Linked DNA regions of Sus scrofa: region 1 is linked to region 2. The links are chromatin contacts, called in public Hi-C maps. All regions are on one chromosome and are shown on one strand. The core of a region is the stretch at or near the end of the contact, and the rest is flanking DNA. Distances in the headings are between cores, read along the strand shown. Region 1 has its middle 34 kb from the start of TMEM229B. Region 2 has its middle 19 kb from the start of PLEK2.

Region 1 (4,148 bases), core at 552-3,051, 71 kb after region 2:
TTTAAAACCAACACTGTGCTTTCCCGATCACTCATGCTGTAATGCAGCCCTTTCCCGCAAAACAACACCTTTCTACAACACGTGAATCTGATCCCAGTGAAATAAACACAGTATAAGGCTTCCCAGCTCCTTTGACATCTTTCATTCAAGAACCCAAAGCCCTTAAGTCACTTCATAAATGTAAAAATTCATGCCTCATCACTTTGAAAGGGGAAGTCAGAGGGAGTATCATTTTCCCATTTTATGGTCAGCACATTGCAGGAACATGGAAAAGCCCCTCTCTCACCATCGGAGGTGGGGCGGACAGGCCCCTGTTATCATTATCCTCAGCTGGGGATAAACCCAAAGGCGACCTGAGCCAATAATAACCCGGCCCATTTAAAGAGGAAAGGGTCTTAGAAGTAGGGTTGGTGGTGCTCTCTGGTCTAGCACCTGCACCTGACAGCCACAAGTTCAAGGGTCATAGAGGGCTAAAGTTCAAGGGGTGTATTTTTTCCTGCTATCCCTTACTGGTCCTGGAATTTCCCCCCCTCCAACTTTAAGTGGCCAAAGTCAACACTAAATCAGCCTGTCATTTCCCTCCAAGGACCAGATAAATAAGTTGGTCCAGCCTCTACTGTCTCCCCAGCTACTCATCTCTGTCCCCAAATACAAAGCCTTGGGGAGGAGGGCCAAGCCTCATCTCAGCCCATCCCTTTATGCCTCTAGGGCAAGGGCAAGGGGTCCTGGCAGGCCCACCACCGGCCCAACCACTCCCATCATTAGTTCATTCCCAGGAGCAGAGAGGAGAGTCACCCTGAAGTCCAGCCCTCACTGCCCCCTTGCTTTCGGTCTCCAGAGACGGGCAGCTGTAGGTCTGCCCTGCAACCAGGGGAAAACCTGAATCTCAAAGGGCTGTCTTTTCTAAGAGGAAGAAAGGCAATGGGCAGTCCTGCCACAGGAAAGAAGCTGGTGGTCACATGCAAGCTGGCTCAGAGCGGGTGGCACCTTGTTCTTGGAGACACAAGGTCGGGGACCGGGAACCTGGAAACGGGCCCATTTGTTTTCTAGAGAGAAAGACACTGTATCCCCCACCAGGGAAAGCCATTCAGCCCTCGCCTTGACCCCTCTTCCTGGTTACAGCAAAGAGAAAAGGCCAGGCCTCCTGATGACCCAAGACTGGAGGCCAGAGTAACAGCTCATTTGTTACTGGGTGCTGAGAATGTAGGAGCATTGGTGAGTGGAGCCCCCAGGGTTACACTGGCACAGGTCCCCGGCGTCCTGGGCTTTCCTTCCTGGGAGGGCTTCAAAGGGCATCAGAACAGTCTGCCACCCTAAGCTCTGTACCTCAGGCAACCAAACAAACATACCCTCAAGGAAACTGTGGAGAAAGAGGGACACATAGTCCAGTGAGGGAAGGAAAGGGGATCAGTTTCTGACTGGGCTTAGAAAGAGGGAAAGGAAGACACCCGGGAAAGAGGCCAATATCTCCCTCCCCTTGCTGTAATGGTCCCTATCCCAGCCCCGCATCTCCCACAGAGGACCGGAGATTAGGGTGGGCAGATGCAGAGCTGGCAGCCAGGAGCTGGGCTGGGCCCCCAAGGCACCGACCCGGGGAGGGGTGGACGCCTAGGTGTGTAGTCCACCATCACCTAGTTTTGCCATGCACCCCGGAAAGAGGTCTCATCTTGGCACGGTTCCCTCCCCTTCAGAAAAGTCCTCAGCCCCAAACTCAGGAGGGTCGGTGGCTCCCACTCCCAAGCCTCTCCAGCTTCCACCCAGACTAACGCCCCCTCCGCCCTCTCGAGGCGGCCTCAGGGATGCTCTCGGCTCAGAGGAAGAAGAGGGTGTCAACCTTCCGCTGCCGGAGATCCCCGGCTGGCCCCGTCCCCTGGCATCTCTCCGATGCCCCCTTTGTTTCAGGCGGGGAAAGTTGACAACGTGCACCCCTTCCCCAACACGCCCCCCTGTGCGCCCATCCCCCGCAGGGAATCCAAGACCGAGCGCACCACCTAATCTGCAGCTCGCTCTTGAGCCAGGGCACCGCTTCGAAACCGAAAGCAAAGAGAAAGCGGGATTCAGCAGCGCCCCCAGCCCGGTCGCCGGGGTGCAGGGTCTTCCCCATCACCGCACCATCGCCCGCGCCCCCCTCACTCGGCGTTGTCCGCCCCGCGCGGCCACTTCTCCTTGCGGCGGAAAGGCCTCGTGGCGGGCATCGGGGGCACCTACCGGTGCGGGGCCGGGGCCGCGAGCAGGGGCTGGGCAGGGCCGGCCTCCTGCCCCGCGCAGGTGCGGCCAGGAGTGCTGTCTCCCCTCTCGCTCCAGCTCCTCCTCCCGCGCCGGGACTCCGGGCGCTCTCCTGCGCCGCCTGCTCCCCGCCCCCACGCCGGCGCTCCGGCTCCCCCCGCGCCGCGTTGCCGGCAGTGCCTCCCCCACACCGTTGGCCCTCCTGCACAGCGCTTAGTCCCGCATTGTGTGTCTGCGCCCGCCCTGGGGGCGCTGGGGCCGGGGGGCTGCGGCCGCCGCTGCCCGGCCCGAACAGAGGCGCCGGCGGCGGCGGCGGCAGCGGCGGCGGCGGCGGCACTCACCCATAGTACGGATGCGGTGCAAACTGCACATGCTCGCGTCTGACAGGCGCTCTGCCTCTGGCCCCGCTTAACTCCTTGCTCGCCCGCCGGCCCGCTTGCGCGCCGGGTCCGCTGCCCCGCGGACCCCACCGTCTCCCGCCTCCGGGAGTCGGCAGCGCCCCGGCGCCTGAAAGCGCGGCCTCGATCTGGGCTGCAGCGCAGGTGACTGCAGTGCAGAGTTCTTCCGCCCTCCCCGGCCCCTGCCGCCCAGCCTGCGTTTGAGGTGTCTGCAGGAGCCCGGAGGAGAGGACTAGCTGGCACCCCTTACCTCCCAGCCTGTAGGAGTAGTGCGGTCCGCCTGTACCACGTCCACTGTGGGTATCCTGTGGTTCCCAGCTACCTGAGGGCCACAATTTACAAGGTATTGCAGACCCACTATGTCCCAGCAGCGTGTTCCGTGCCATCCATTCGTTGAAACGGGCCTGCAGGATAGGTTTTATTATCCTCATTTTTTCTTTCTTTCTTTTTCTTTTTTAAAGTTTTGATGACCGCACTCACAGCACATGGGAGTTCTCAGGCCAGGAATGAAATCAGAGCGGCAGCTGTGGAAACGCTGGATCGTTTTAACCCACTGCCTAGGCCGGGAATGAACGGGCAGGTCCGAAGCAACCTAAGCCCGAGGCAGTCGGGTTCTTAACCCGGGCTGCCAGGGCGGGAACGTCAAATTATCCCCAATTTTAAGATGGAAAAACTGAGGCTTATGGAAGTTAAGGAATCTGCCTAAGGCAAAGGCTGAACCTCCTTTGTCTTATAACACAAAGATTGAAAAAGAAGATGGTCTTCCTGATGTCAATCTAGATTTTTCTATTGGAAGGTGGAAAATAATGGATGTCATCTAGAAAGTCTGGAGATTCTGGTATGTGAAATTGTGGGAAATCAGTGACAGAGCGCCCTGACTTGAGACAGGCCTCAGGCGGGTCCTAGGTCCTGAAGAAAAGCTGGGCAGGGAGTAGGGATGCAATGAAACCCCTATCCCCACGCAAAGCCTGGGCTGGGCACTGAGCTCAGCAACCAGGAGGACAGGACATCTTTACAATTTAAAATGCTCCCCAGGGAGTTCCCATATTGGCTCAGCGGTTAACGAACCCGACCAGCATCCATGAAGACATGGGTTCAATCCCTGGCCTCACACAGTGGGTTAAGGATCTGGCATTGCCATAAGCTGTGGTGTAGGTTGCAGATGCTGGCTCGGATCCAGCGTCGTTGTGGCTCTGGCGTAGGCTTGCGGCTACAGCTCGGATTGGACCCCTGGCCTGGGAACCTCCCTATGCCCTAAGAAGACAGAATAAAATAAAATGCTCCCTGAGTTATGTCTTTTGTCAATAATCCATCCAGAGGGGGCGCCCTTTCCGAATTCTCACACAGACCCTACGTGTGCCAAGGCCTGATGGGAGAGACCTGATGGCTGTTTCCCTCCTAGCCCTCTCCTTTTTATCACATTCCATCGTGACAAAGGGCTCTCAGAAGCCCAAGGCAGTATGGAATCTTTGAAAAGGAACCTGAAATTCATCCAGCTGGTTTTGCCCCACTCTAAATGAGAAG
Region 2 (4,363 bases), core at 1,316-3,815:
TGTGCCATGACAAGAACTCCCAAGACACTATATTTTTCTGGTATATTCTGCCACCGTTATGGGACCATCCATAAAGTTTCTTGCACACGTTTCTGCAACTCTCCAGAGGCTGTCTTACGGGAGCTCCACCCATGCCCCAGAGCTCTACAGTCAGCATGGGGATGTTTCTACGGTGACATTAGAGGGATCACTCTCCACCCCTTACAAAGGTGCCCTCTGTGTACCAAGCCCAAAGCAATATCAGAAAAATATTCACAGCCAGCACTTCTAGGTCTGGCACTTTCCTAAGGGCTTATCTCCATTTTAGTCTTCCCACCCACTCAGTAGGGGGAGCTATGGTTATCACCCCTGTTACACAAATGAGGAATTTGAAGCCCAGCGAGGTTAAGTACTTGGATCAAGGTCTGGTAAGTGGAAGAGCCAAGTTTCTGGACTGTTGTAAGGAGTAAATGTATATACCTCCTTGGAAAAGTGCAGCAGCCTGGCTCTTCAGCCAGGTTTTTAGCTGATATCACAATGCCTCTTCAGAAAGCTCAGGCAACTGCATTTTCAGCCAGGTGTCTCCTCACAACTTTTCTTACTGGGATTCAGTCTGGTGTAGACCCGTACCCTATTCAGTGCTGCCTGTTCCTCTGGACCTTAGCATTTCTTTCTTCTTCTTCTTCTTTTTTTTTTTTTTTTTTTTTTTTTTGTCTTTTCAGGGCCACACCCGAGGCATATGGAGGTTCCCAGGCTAGGGGTAGAATCAGGTGTAGCTGCCGTTCTACACCACAGCCACAGCAATGCAGGATCGAGCCACATCTGTGATCTACACCACAGCTCATGGCAATGCCGGATCCTTAACACACTGAATGGGACAAGGGATCGGACCCACGTCCTCACGGATCCTAGTCGGGTTCATTACCGCTGAGCCACAGCAGGAATTCCTAGCATCTCTGTTTTTCAGGTAGACTTCAGGGCCTGGTGTTATCTACCAGGCCGCTCCTAGCGGCAAGCTCCCCACGACCCCTTCCTGCTGCTGCCCTGGGCTCTAGGCCAGAGCACAGACAGGCTTTGGTTTGGAGAAGCCTGGTAGACTTTTGGCAGCCCCTCTTATCTCTCGCTGTAGGCAGACACTTCATGTGATCATCCTCATGGTGGTCCCTGTGGCAGGTGGCATTACCCCATTAGGGTCAAAGAGGTCATAGCATCATGGAACAGGAAGGAACACAGAGGAACACCCAGCTTCTCACTTTATACAAAATAAGAGCCCACAGCAGTGAGAGAACTTGCTCAAGTTCACATTGAAGCCATGACTAGAAACTAGATCATTTCATTACTAACAACATCTAATATTTATGAAGTGCTTACTAGATGCCAGGTACCAACACTAAAGCCTTTATATGCATTATTTCATTCTTTCCATATCCTTGTAACCTAGCTCTATGTGATCTTTGCTTTACAAATGAAGAAACAGATGAGCGTTCCCATCGTGGTGCAGCAGAAACAGATCCGACTAGGAACCATGAGGTTGTGGGTTCGATCCCTGGCCTTGCTCAGTGAGTTAAGGATCCGGCATTGCCGTGAGCTGTGGTGTAGGTCGCAGACGTGGCTTGGATCCCGCATTGCTGTGGCTCTGGCGTAGGCCAGCAGCTGTAGCTCCGATTGGACCCTTACTTAGCCTGGGAACCTCCATATGCCACGGGTGTGGCCCTGAAAAGACCATAAAAAAAAAAGACAAATGAAGAAACAGATTCAAAGAGATTAAGTAACTTGCTCAAGATTGCATGGCTTGCGAACTGCGGAGCTAGGATGGAACCCAGATTTGTCTTTGACTCCAAAGTTGCTGCTCTGAACTGTTGACGTATATGAGGGAGTCACGAGCATCCTTGTTAAACTCTTGCAAGAGGAGAGCAAGCCTGGCTGTGTCTTCGCTGGGGCTGAGGTGCCTGGAGACAAGCCACAGTCATGAATGCCAGTCCCTTCTTATGCTCGACCAGCCACACATCCTGGATGACATTGACCCAGGGCTGCCTGGACAGCACCTGAATCCTATATACAATTTGAGTTCACTTATGTACAGTCGGGCTTAGGAAAGGTAGGCTGTGGGGAATAACATCAGGGCACTGTTGTAAGTGGGAAAGAATCCTGGCCTGGTGGTTCTGACTCAAAAACGAGGCCAAGTGGCTCTGGTTCTAGAGAAATCCTGTGCATGCCCAGTGCACTGAAACGTCAGTGTTTGTAAGGAGGGGGCCTGTGTGGCAGAGCTGAAGGACTTAAAGCTTGCTTTAAGCTTTCAACCCCCAAAGAGGGGTGAAGTGGGGGCCTTTCTTTATTGTCAGAAAGGTGACCCAAGTAGAGTGTCCTGTTGACCAGCTAGTGCTGATGGGGTCAAAGGGTAGAGCTCTGGAGGAGGCCAGTGGTGACAATGGGAGGGGTGGAGTCCTGGCAGGGAGTGGGCTGGCACAAGTGTCAGGCATGGCCTGGGACAGAGAATCAGGGTCAAGGACCCAGATTAGATCAGGACCCTAGAGGCTTTCTCATCACCTGCAGGGGGTGGGGCAGAGTGTGTCAGGCACAGCCCTGGAACATAGAATCAGGGTCAAGGACCCAGCTGAGACCACAGGACCTTAGAGGGCTTCTCATTGCCTGCAGGGGGCTGAGCAGATCATGTCACTAGGTGGAGGCATGGCCGAGCTTCCCATTCCCATCCCTCAGAGGGAGGCCTCCGATTAAGGCACTGCTCTTGAGCACCAGACCTCAGAAGGCTCTGGGGAAATGTCTTTCCAAATATGCCTTTGTCTTTCCACACAATTCTATAAGTTGCCCCAACCACTTGACAAGAGGGGTTCCCTCGTCTCTCCAGATTCCAAAAAGAGAAATCAGACAGTGTGAAATCCATGGCAGGGCTGGACACCGAATTCTAGTTTCCAAACACCAACAAGGAAAAATGGTTCAGAAAGGATGAGCTGGGTCATGCCCCAGAAGCTGCACCCCAGAAACTCAGGGGAGATAGGGGTTCCCACTCCATCAGGGACCGTTAGGGCCCGCACTCTAGATGTCATCGTTGGGTGACAACGGAAACAGGCACACAGTTTTATTTACTTTTTCTCCTTTGTTGCACATTAAAATATTTCATTTCATTTCATTGTCTTTTTAGGGCTGCTCCCGCAGCACATGGAGGTTCCCAGGCTAGGTGTCCAATCGGAGCTGTGGTCACTGGTTATACCACAGCCACAGCAATGTGGGATCCAAGCTGCGTCTGCCACCTACACCACAGCTCACAGCAACGCTGGATCCTCAACCCACTGAGCAAGGCAAGGGATGGAACCCAAGTCCACATGGATGCTAGTCGGGTTTATTAACTGGTGAGCCACAATGGAAGCTCCGGACATTAAACTATTTTAAACATTATTTTCACTATACAACGTGGAACCAAAAGGGCTTCAGTGAAGTAAGTGTCCCGCCTGTCCTTTCTCCCTGTCCTGCCCACCCCACAGGCCACCACTATTGATCAGTAACATCTGCTTAATGCTTTATGGTTTAAACAATGACTTCCCATAAACTCTCTCATTAGATCCCAGCAAAAACTCGCTAAAATACATTCAGTGTGAATTTTTATTGTCTCCTATTACAAACTGGGAGGCCACCTAGCTCAGAGTGACACTTCTAGTAAGTGACAGAGTGGAGATTTAGACCCTGGTGGTCTGAGCCCAGTTTCTGAGCTCTTTGAATTCCATCCCCCTGCCTCCCTTGCAAAAGAGTCCCAGGTACTTAGAACTTGGAATATGCCATAAATAGCTCGCCTTCTACAGAGAGAGACTTGGGGTTGGTCAGGAACCAGGAAGAAATCTCATGATTTCTTGAGTATTTACATTCCGCAGTGGGCCGTTCATTCTCTGTTTGGGGTCGGCTTATAAGGACACTCCTCTGTGTTAGATAATCCCACAACTGGAAGTCAGCCCTGGGGGAGTTCCTGTTGTGGCTCAGCAGGTTAAGAACCTGACGAGTATCCATGAGGATGCAAGTCCAGTCCCTGGACTCGCTCAGTGGATTAAGGATCTGGCGTTGCAGTAAGCTGCGGAGTAGGTCACAAGCGCAGCTCGGATCCCGCGTGGCTGTGGTGTAGGCCGGCAGCTGCAGCTCTGATTCCATCCTTAGCCTGGGAACCTCTATGTGTTGCATGCGTGGCCTTAAAAAAATGCCCGCAGTGGGGACCACGTCGGGTGAGATCCTGTGTGGACTAGGTCCCATGGCTGCCATAACACAGCACTGCAAACTGAGTGGCTTAAATCAACAGAAATTTCTCTGGGGAAAATTTCTGGGGGCCAGGAGTCTGAAATCAAGGTATTGGCAGGGTTGCTTCTTTCAGGAGGCTCCGAGG

What was found. Hi-C and Micro-C count contacts between places; a contact is called where the count stands out from the background.
Region 1: a Hi-C map of liver shows a contact between it and region 2, with 3 times the contacts expected there. The contact joins two enhancer-like sites. A contact is called at or near these places in 2 of 5 promoter capture datasets (fetal liver and liver) and 6 of 47 Hi-C or Micro-C datasets (alveolar macrophages, embryonic fibroblasts, fetal heart ventricle and 2 more).

What each region holds. Positions count from the first base shown.
Region 1 is chr7:91,222,415-91,226,562 of Sscrofa11.1, forward strand. No RefSeq gene overlaps it. Among named protein-coding and RNA genes, the nearest start is that of TMEM229B, 34 kb to the left of the region's middle. Within about 2 kb of position 1,802, at least 39 of the 83 cell types and tissues checked have an H3K27ac peak or open chromatin away from gene starts, as enhancers often do. A contact at or near this core is called in liver, where this site is marked.
Region 2 is chr7:91,150,161-91,154,523 of Sscrofa11.1, forward strand. No RefSeq gene overlaps it. Among named protein-coding and RNA genes, the nearest start is that of PLEK2, 19 kb to the left of the region's middle. Within about 2 kb of position 2,566, at least 4 of the 83 cell types and tissues checked have an H3K27ac peak or open chromatin away from gene starts, as enhancers often do. A contact at or near this core is called in liver, where this site is marked.